3 separate regions of the Mus musculus genome follow, and all the other regions are linked to region 1. A link is a contact called in public Hi-C and HiChIP or PLAC-seq data. All regions are on one chromosome and are shown on one strand. Each heading gives the region's core, a stretch centred on a gene start, on an enhancer-like site or on the middle of the called end of the contact. The rest is flanking DNA. Distances are from core to core; before and after follow the strand shown.

Region 1 (3,185 bases), core at 59-2,558:
TGCCAGGCGTCTTTTCAAGTGAGGGGATAGAGATGTTTACGTGGACGCAGATATTCAGATCCTCATGTTTGTGCTACAGGCCTTCCACCAGACTGACCATCTCCCAGTCAGCCCAATTCTAACCATTAAACAACCATTAGTGAGCACACAGGGCCAACAAATGGAAGTCAGTACTATAAAGAGGACACTCATTCAGAAAATGCCACAGCTTTCCAGCCTTATGCTGGGGTTACTCACCTTTGGCCCTCCCTTCTGAACACTGAGTTCAATCCGTGGAGTGTTTACTGACTGCTAAACCCTTTTAGTCTCTTCTCCTCTGTGCGGCAAGTCTATGCACTCAGTCCACTTTAATGACTGAATGCATTTTTTTTTTTAAGGCAGTGTGTCTCGTGTAGCCCAGACTGATTGATCTCAAACTTGGTAGGTACTGGAGGATGACCTTGAATTTCCGATTCCCCTGTCGTCACCACAGAAACACACACACACAAGCAGCGCTAGAAGTACAGGCGGGTACCAAGCATGCCTGGTTTTATGTGGAGCAGGGGGTTTGAACCTTGCTCAGGACAGGAAGGGCTCTGCTAAACGAGCTTTATCCCCAGCACACAAGGCAGCAAGCAAAACTCAAACGTACACCAAACCAACGTGATTTGGGGAAACCCAAAGCACCCACGGTGCGGGTCAGCGAGCTCATCACTGGAGATTCCGACGTTAGGGAGATGAGGACTAAAAAGGAAGCCCGGAAGATGCATAGTGAGGACGGTGGAGGGCGGAGGCAAAGCCCATCGCTAAGGAAGGGACACTGTCATTTCCTCCAGCACAGCGCTCCCACGTGCGACCCGGACCCGCCACGCCCCCGCAAGGCCCCTCGCTTCCCGGCCTCACCCACCCGCGGGCGCCGCGAGGCCTCCGCCGCCGGGTCGCGGCTGTTCCGGAGGAAGGCGGCCGAGAGCAGAGGCAGGTGAGCGGGCAGCAGGCCCATGGCGCCGCCGCAGGCCCGGTGTCCCGGGACGGCGGTTCGCCGGGACGGCGGTTCCCCGCGACCGCTCGCGAGGCCCGCGCGCCCAGTCCGCCCGCCGCCACCTCAGGCCGTTGGCGCCCCGGCCCCACCCCTCGCGCCGCTGCGCCCCGCCCCGCCATCCTCCGGCTGTCGAACCCGGCCAGCCGCGGCCCGAGGCATCCGCCCGCCCGCGGGGGTACCAGAGCCGACGGCAGTGTCGCCAAGGCCGCGGAGCCGGGCCGCCATACCTGCACTTTCCTCCGCCCGGCTGTGTTCTGCCGGTGATGGGCCGCCATCTTGCATGTTGACACTCCGACGTCACTTCCGGGAGAGTTGAAGCGCCAGCGGATGTCCCGCCCTACTCTGTGGTTGGGTAGAAGGTAGGTAGGGCGTAGGCTTTCCGGGCTGGTTGCGAGGGGAGGCGCTGGCGGAGAAATAGCAGCGTGTGGGCGGGAACGCTCTTGGAACCAGGGCTTGGGGGCCCGTACTGGTCTACCTCTGTGCAGCTAAGCCCCAGGGCCGTCCCAGCGCCTGCATGCAGAGAGAAAGCGCTCAAGAGAGTCGTGCTTAAGTCGTGCCCCAGCCACTTAAGCCAGTGCTTAGCAACTGGACCACGTCTCTAACTCCATATTTATAGGTTTTAAAAATAATAATAATAAAATGTTGTTGTCATTTAGTTATTTTGAGGCATGGTCTCGCTGTGTAGTCCTGGCTGTTCTCAAACACCAGCGGAGAGGACAACTTGTGGTAGTCTTCTTCTTCCACTATGTGGGCCTTGAGATTCTAACTCAGGCTTGGCAGTAGGCACCTTTATCCAGTGATTCATCTCACCAGCCCCCTCAGGATCTTACCCAGACTCTCAGAATTACAGACGTGTGCCTGTACAGCTATAATATGGATCTTAGGATGTTAAGTGAGATAATGTTCGCATAGGCCCTGCTAACTTGACAATATATTTTAAATGATCGTTTTGGCAAAAACATGACCAAAGTACTATAACCCCTATGGAAACCCACTACCTTTATAAACTAATTAAAAAATACAAAGGGGCTGGAGAGATGGCTGAGAAGTTGAGAGCACTTGCAGAGGACCTGGGTTTGGTTCCCAGCATTCACCTGGGAGTTCATGAGCTGCAATAAACTCCAGTCCCACACGCCCCCTTTCGGACGCAGGTAGAACACTCTCCCAAAATAGAAGTAAATCTAAAATACAGAATTTCAAAGAGATACACTTGCATGGATGGAAAATGATTCCCCCCAAAAGACATGCATTATTAGATGAAAATCTCAATGCCAGGCATGGGATAGCTTTCTATGACATGGTCAGGGAAGACCCAGAAGCCCCTAAAACAATACAGGCTATAGCTGTTGCACTTGGTTGCCCACCGAAACTAAGTAGTAAGACACTATTGCTGGAGACACTGTATACTTTGGTAGCTGGACACAGAGACATCAAAGTGCACTGACCCAAAAACTTGTCAGTGATGACTCTGTGATGACTGGCTTCTCTGTGATGACTCTGTGATGACTGGCTTCTCTGTGATGACTGGCTTTCATAGGTGCTGTGAATCCTGCCAGGGAAAAAGAAGCATCCGTGATAAACCAGCCGACCACCTTGCCAGGCAAGATGTGCCCGCTGCTGTAGGGTTATGAGGGCAACCAATTACTTTTGGATTTGAGGTCTGTTCTACTGGAAGGAATTCCAGCTTGGTACTGTAACCTGGTCCTGTAAATCCCATGGCTCGGGGCATCACGGCCACAGGGAGGAACCTGTTACTGTGGTTTTGCTAAATTACATGTTATCAGACTTCTTTCTAGAAATTTATATGTATATCCACAAATCCGTACTGTCCTCAGCCACAGCCAGAGGCACTTTCTGTAGCAAGCAGCAGTTGATGCAGAGACTGAAAATGCTGAGACTAAGTGACTGTTGGGTGTCTCGGGGAACTCTGAAAAAAAAATGGCAGAAAGGATGTAAGAGCTGAGAAATGGGCAGAGCCTGTGGAATACTGTCTTTCAGATGGTACAGCCATTGCCCCATGTGCTGCTATGGTTATCTGCAGAAGACCTGTAAATATTCCAACACGCGGCACTGAATGAACTCTGGGTTCTTAACACTGAAAAGGAGAGGACATGAGGGTAAGATGTGTGGAGGGTTCCTAGAGGAGTTGGGGAAGGACATAGGGGTT
Region 2 (2,917 bases), core at 184-2,683, 93 kb after region 1:
TCCAGGTTGAGGGACTTCCAGTGTGTACTGACAGGGAAGGTATAGCTTCATGATTGGCTCAGACTAAGTTAGCAGGAGAATGAGGCAGCATGGTGACCAGTCAGTCACATTGTGGCAAATGACCAAGAAGCAGAGAGGTGGAACAGGATGGTGGCCCGTGGTGGCCTATGTCAGTCAGCTAAGCACCATGCTCCAGAGGGTTCATAACCTCCCACAAGTAAGACCACCATCTGGGGACAAGGTCTTTAACTCACAAGCCTGTTGGTTATTAGATTTCTGAGGCAGCCTAGAGAGGTGGAAGATAGAAAGAGACCAGAGTCTGACCTTCAGACAGGGCTGTGTTTATTAGCACACACAGTGAGGGGCAGCATTTCTTCTGCAGGAAACTGAAGGGTCTGTCTGGAACAAAGCTGGCTACCACTCTTTATAGGGGCAGGAGTGAGTTGGGGGGCTTGGGAATAAGGAAATTGTTACAGCCATAGGGGTCAGTTGTGTATCTTTCCTGCACACTCTCTCCTTCCTAAAATAGTTTGCACAAGGTAAGGCAGATTATTTTGTGAGACATTTCTTTCTGTGCTCACTGACAAGCTGGGCAAAGTCATCTGTGATCTCACAGGAAGGAGGTGCGCTCTCATCTCAAATCCTTAAAAAAGGCATAGAAAGAGATAAAGAGAGAGGGAGTCAAAAGAAGTAGGGAACAGGATGTCAACTCTGTAACTGTTTTGAGGTGAGGTGGGTTACTGTTAAAGGGGCTTAGTTCTGGGACCTAAGGAGGGTGTCCTCTGGTCACTTAGCAGGAGTCTTAACTTGACTGACTGTCCTCGGATCATGTGATTGCTGTCATGCATTTCTGGAGAAACACTAAAGAAAAAAAATCCTTAGGGGATTGTAAACAGTTGATTTTGTTACAGAGAAAAACTGAGAGATTGCCCGGGAAGGTGGGCAGAGTGGGAGGAGTCGGGATGGGAGAACCAGAGTGAGCCGGTGAGATGAAATGGGTACAACATTGGCTCAGGGTGATGGTGACCAGTCAGTCCCTCTACCAGGACTTCTGGACCAAAGTGAGCAACAGAAGCACCAGGGAGCGGCAGGGCATCGAAGGAAGGGAGCCAGGGAGAACACTGGACTCCTCATAAGAATTGTATCTGGGCTGGGGTTTCTCCACAGCATCTGAAAGGTATTTTGCTACATGTATCAGGAACAGATGGAGCTGTGGTCCGGTGAGAGCCACTGGGAAATCTTATGTGAAACATTTTGTTTGGTGGGAGAGATCAGTGAGTAAAACATTTAAAAGGCAATGTAAAAAAGTCAAGTATGGGATGATAAGGAAAGACAAGATCAACGGGAGGAGACAGAGTGGGAGGGAGCCAGCGGCCCACGCAGAGGGAGGCTTGTGGCTGACTTCCTGTCTGGTTCCTGTGCCTCCCCTCAAGCATGTTTGGGTTTGCTGGTGTGGAAGCAGTTTATGGAGGACGGAGCACACCCTCAGCAGCAGTCAGGTCTCCTCTTGGCAGCAGCCAAAGAGCCCAGGTAGTTCTGGAGTGTGTTAGGCTGTGAGTGTGTGAGACGCCGGTTACATAAGGAGGGCTTCAGGCCAGTTTCAGTTCTGAGTCCTGCAAACAATGCCCACAGTGGCAAACAGAGGGAGGAGTTGATGTCCCATGTCCCATTAGAGCCTCTCGAGGGTCATTTTTGTGACCTGATTTCAGTGGGTCGTGGGCACTGATCTCTGCTTCTTTCTCGCTGACAGAAATCCCAGAACTTGGGAGGCAGATGCAGATGAGTCTCCCAGTTTGAGGCCAGCGTGGTCTATAGAGCGAGTTCCAGGACAACCAGGGCAACACAGGGAAACCTCAAAAAAACTGAAAAGAAAAAATATAAATACATAAGCTAATAATAGCAATCCTGACTGGGAATGGTTCTCCTCCTATCTGCACACAACGAAACGTCTTTGCCCTGGGCTGGCTGGTGGTTGGTGTCCTTCTTCCTGTCCCAGAGTCATGAAAGGAGGCTTTGGAGAAAACTCATAGACAACATGCTTGGATCTAAAGTGGATAGGCCAAATCCCATCTCCAGAGCTCACTTTTCAGTAAGGTAATAAGTGTCCATTTTCTAATGTTATCTATGCTCAAAAGACATCTGTAAGACTGAACACAGAGATCTACATTATCTGCAACTAGTGTGTGTGTGTATCTGTAGACGGAGGCAGACAACCTGAAAAGCTTAACAAGGATTTTTAACTCTCATGAAGACACCAAGTTATTAATAATACAATTACCTATAACACTGAGGCCAGCGAACAGAATAAAATACAAGCCTTAAAATACAAGCCAAAGTACCCAAGCTTGTCGAGGCAGAAGCAAAGATGGATCAAAAACACAGGCATGGGGCTGGAGAGATGGCTCAGTGGTTAAGAGCACTGGCTGCTCTTCCAGAGGTCCTGAGTTCAATTCCCAGGAACCACATGGTGGCTCACAACCAGCTATAATGAGATCTGGCACCCTCTTCTGGTGTCCAGGCATATATGCAGACAGAATATGGTGTACATAATAAATAAATAAATAAATACTCTTTTAAAAATGACTGTTATTCAGGGAAAAAAGACACAGGCAAAGGAATCTCAGGGACAGAAAGCCTCCATATCTCAGTTACAGGAAGCGGGCTCAGAGACCCAGCAGAAATGTCTGGCGTTCAAGCTGTGGCACAGTGGGAGTTAAGTGACCAGGATGAGAAGGCTTAAGATGAGCCGGGCATTATATGGGAGGAGAAGTCTTGAATTCCATTTTATTTTTTTATCACATATCTAAATCAGTTTAGATATTATAAAGGAGAATTCTGAATTTGGGCCACCAGTGGTGGTCATTCAATGCTTATTGAGGCCAGACTGGGCCAAGAACAAGTGAACCTGATCTGAGAT
Region 3 (3,373 bases), core at 80-2,579, 110 kb before region 1:
AACAAGGGTACAAGTGAACTTTTAGACAAAAGAAAATCAATCTCCCTCTCTCTGTCTCTCTCTGTTTCTCTCTGTCTTTCTCTCTCTCTGTCTCTCTGTCACTCTGTTTCTCTCTGTCTCTCCCTGTCTCTGTCTCTCTGTCTCTGTCTCTCTCCCCCTCTGTCTCTCTCCCCTCTCTCTCCTTCTCTCTCTGTCTTTCTCTGTCTCTCTCTGTCTCTCTTTCCTCTCTGTCTCTCTCCCTCTCTCTCTGTCTTTGTCTCTCTCTGTCTCTCTCTCTCTCTGTCCTTTGTTCTGTTTACCTGGGACAAAGTCTTGCTCTGAAGTTCTAGCTAAAATAAAACTCATTTTATAGACCAAACTGGCTTTGGATTTGCAATAGTCCCCCTGCCTCAGCCTCCTGAGGGCTGAGATTTAAGGGGTGAGCCACCAGGCCCAGTAAAGAAAGTGATCGTTTTAGAGACAGAGTCTCACGTAGCCCAGGCAGGCTTCAAACTTGCTTTGTCACTAAGGATGACCTTGCACTTCTGCCCCTCCTGCCTCTAGCTCCCCAGCGTTAGGGTCACGGGCTGTGCCACCCACCACGCTGGCTTATAATATGCTGGTGATCAAACCCAGGGCTTTGTAGATGCTAGGCAAAGCAGACTACCAACAGCACCATCTCTAGTCTCTAGAGAAAAATGGTTTAATATCTAGTATAATATATAATGTATAGCATTAAGATATTAATCTTTAATATATAGCATTAACAGCCAGGCAGTGATGGTGCACGCCTTTAATCCCAGCATTTGGGAGGCAGAGGCAGGCGGATTTCTGAGTAAGGCCAGCCTGGTCTACAGAGTGAGTTCCAGGACAGCCAGGGTTACACAGAGAAACCCTGTCTCTAAAAACAAACAAAAAAAAGTACATAAAGAAAGAGAGGGACCCCCATGACGCTGACGCCACGAGAGCCCAGGATCCTGGCTTTGCTTGGGTTGGACTCCACACCCCATTTTCCATCCACCTTTTATGGAAAGCTTGACCTGAAGACTCAACTCTGAGGCTCCTCTGAGGACTTCAGAGCCATCAGAAATGTCCATCTTTGGCCCCAGCCCCAACTTCCTGAAGTCCTATCACACTGTGGGGCACCCAAGCCACCGTTAGTGGTGGCTATTCGTGGATCCCTCCAAATCCACCTTACTCTTGTTCTCCTCTCAGTACACTCTCTCATCCACGACCACAGAGCAGACTTAAACACACCTAGCTAATTTCAAATGGCTCAGGCTCAACCTGGGGCTCCAAACTGCTAAGAGTAGCTGCATGGGCGGGCCCTCGAGTGCTCGCTGCGGGAGGGGCGGGTCCGAGGGCGGGTCCGGGTCGCACAGCAAAGTCTGCAAAGCTCCGCCTCGCCCAACCTCCTCCCCTGCTAGATTTCTTACGAAAAAGTGCGGCTGAGAATTCCCAGAAGGTTCCGGATGTGAAGTCACGGGCGTGAGGTCATCGAGAGCGGTTCCAGGAATCTGAAACTTGTGGGCGAGAAAGGAAAACTCAGAAGAAGGAAAGAGGGAGTATTGGGGGTGGGAGCCAGCTGTCTGAGCCCAGGCTTGTCCGCTGCCCGAACTTGGCTCCTCAAACCCCAGAAAAGATCACGCGTCACCCTGCCACTTATGAGAAAGGCCAGTTGAATGAAGAAAGCGGTACTCATCCGTATGAGCCAGGCATGAGCTAAAAGTCCGAGACGAGTAACACAAAAGGAGAGGGGCTGCCCGCGGGGTTGAGGAATAACTTGAAAATATGAGCATGTCCTTTGACCTAACAACTGTACGTGCAAGAATTTGTCCTTAAGCACACAACAGAAGGATAAATGCTGAGGTGGTTTGGGGCCAGAGATTGTTTAAAATATTGAAGACTTAGATAATCCCACTGTAAGGAGCTAATTTTAAAATACGGCATGGGAAATTAGCACTCCATATGTTGTGTTTGCAAGACAACTGGCTTACCGGTTTTCTTCTGCGTATTTGTTTGTTTTGAAGACAGGGTCTCATAGCCATGCCGACCTGAAACACTGTACATATATATAGCCCAGGCTGGCTTTGAACTCTCCACCCTCCTGCCTCTGCTTCCTGAGTGGATTACTTGCCAGATATCTAAGATACTTTATAGTGAAGCCCAAGAATGCCCTGCCAACATTTCCTCATCCTGTGCTGGTCTCGTTTATTTCTTCACTATTTAACAGTGTAAAGGACGGAGTTCGTAGTGTATGCTGGGGGTATAAGTATCAAGTTATATCCCACTGTAGTGTTTGGTTTGGTTTGGTTGAGACAGGACTTCCATGTGTAACTCTAGCTGTGAGATCGAAATCTTCCTGCTTCTGCCTTTAATATCAGCATACAGGTGGCAGAGGCAGTCACCAGTCTGTTCTACATATCAAGGTTCAGGCTAGCCTTGGCTATATAGTGAGGCCTGTCTCAAACAAAACAAGTACAGTGAGTAGTTTCAAGGTAGAGGACACCACACAGACACGGGTAGAGCTGTGAAGAGAGCAAAGGTCTGGTTCTCGAAGCCTATGGAGAGGGATAATCACACCACAGTAGCATGGGGAGAAGGGAAGACCAGGGACACAAGTTGACATCTGAGCAGAGACCAGAATGAGGTGTGAACATCTTGCATCTGCCAGAGAGGTGTAAAGGACGCTGGGTAGGAGCCAAGGGGCCCTTGTGGGACCTTTGGATTTTACACGCCAGCAGAGAAACCCTGGGAGGGTTTTTGTTTTGTTTTCTGAATCAGGGTCTTATGCAATGTAGCCCAAGCTGGCTTTGAGCTCCCTCTATAGCCAAGGGTACACTTGAATTTCTAATCCTCCTGCCTCTACCTCGTGAGTGCTTCCACTACTACTCATAGCTTTATTCTAGACTGAAGGGGCACACCAGGCAAGCACTCTACCAATGGAACTACAGCCCTAGCCCCTCAGTGGGCCTTGAACAATGATATGACAGATTTCTCTGGCTATTGAGTGGAGATCTACCCTAGAGGAGACACAGGAGGCCAGCCATGATCTCAGAGAGAAACAACAGAGACCTAACAGAGCGGGAGGAGATAGGGAACAGGATTCTGCTCTGAGGTGAATTTTGACAACAGAGTTGATAGAAGTTGCTGACCAATAGACGGGATGTAGGTGTGAGGGGAAGAGGCCCCAGGCTATTGAGTAACCAGAAGCTCGAAGCCTGTCTTTTACAGGTTGGAAGAGAATGAGGATTTTTCTGAGACTAGGTGAAGGACCAGTGGTCCTAGCTGCTTATTAAGGCTGGGGTCTCAGGCTAGTACAAACGGGGAAGTGTTTGGAATTTGAACAAGAGAAGGCTCCAGGGAGAAACAGCTGGCATGCTTGAATGAGACA

The links. A called contact is a pair of places that touch in the nucleus more often than the background predicts. HiChIP or PLAC-seq counts read pairs in DNA pulled down with a chosen protein or histone mark.
Region 2: a Hi-C map of the HPC-7 cell line shows a contact between it and region 1, with 3 times the contacts expected there. The contact joins the enhancer-like site here to the promoter of Wdr48 in region 1. A contact is called at or near these places in 2 of 39 promoter capture datasets (the C10 cell line and pre-B cells), 3 of 15 datasets of contacts at CTCF or cohesin (large pre-B cells, pro-B cells and stem cell-derived epiblast-like cells), 67 of 484 Hi-C or Micro-C datasets (the 63-12 cell line, 8-cell embryo, the AtT-20 cell line and 41 more), 15 of 115 datasets of contacts at active chromatin or transcription factors (the 230-238 cell line, Th17 cells, astrocytes and 6 more) and 3 of 9 other capture datasets (adipose tissue, embryonic stem cells and pancreatic islet).
Region 3: a contact with region 1 is called in an H3K27ac HiChIP or PLAC-seq map of microglia, with 6 times the contacts expected there. The contact joins the enhancer-like site here to the promoter of Wdr48 in region 1. A contact is called at or near these places in 1 of 39 promoter capture datasets (macrophages), 4 of 484 Hi-C or Micro-C datasets (the 3T3-L1 cell line, embryonic stem cells and rod photoreceptor), 1 of 115 datasets of contacts at active chromatin or transcription factors (microglia) and 2 of 9 other capture datasets (adipose tissue and liver).

What each region holds. Positions count from the first base shown.
Region 1 is chr9:119,893,018-119,896,202 of GRCm38.p6, reverse strand. Wdr48 (WD repeat domain 48) reads right to left here and starts at 1,308. Exons shown (of 19, transcript NM_026236.3): 1 at 1,246-1,308. The coding sequence starts at 1,293. It overlaps Gm2449 (a long non-coding RNA gene), which reads left to right and starts at 1,291. Exons shown (of 7, transcript XR_871350.2): 1 at 1,291-1,377; 2 at 2,556-2,676; 3 at 3,017-3,135.
Region 2 is chr9:119,800,162-119,803,078 of GRCm38.p6, reverse strand. The region is part of intron 11 of Scn11a (sodium channel, voltage-gated, type XI, alpha); the gene reads left to right. Among named protein-coding and RNA genes, the nearest start is that of Scn11a, 24 kb to the left of the region's middle. Within about 2 kb of position 1,433, at least 7 of the 459 cell types and tissues checked have an H3K27ac peak or open chromatin away from gene starts, as enhancers often do. A contact at or near this core is called in the HPC-7 cell line and regulatory T cells, where this site is marked.
Region 3 is chr9:120,000,262-120,003,634 of GRCm38.p6, reverse strand. It overlaps Gm33800 (a long non-coding RNA gene), which reads right to left. Exons shown (of 4, transcript XR_871355.3): 2 at 1,416-1,502. Among named protein-coding and RNA genes, the nearest start is that of Gm33800, 18 kb to the right of the region's middle. Within about 2 kb of position 1,329, at least 320 of the 459 cell types and tissues checked have an H3K27ac peak or open chromatin away from gene starts, as enhancers often do. A contact at or near this core is called in adipose tissue, embryonic stem cells, liver and 2 more, where this site is marked.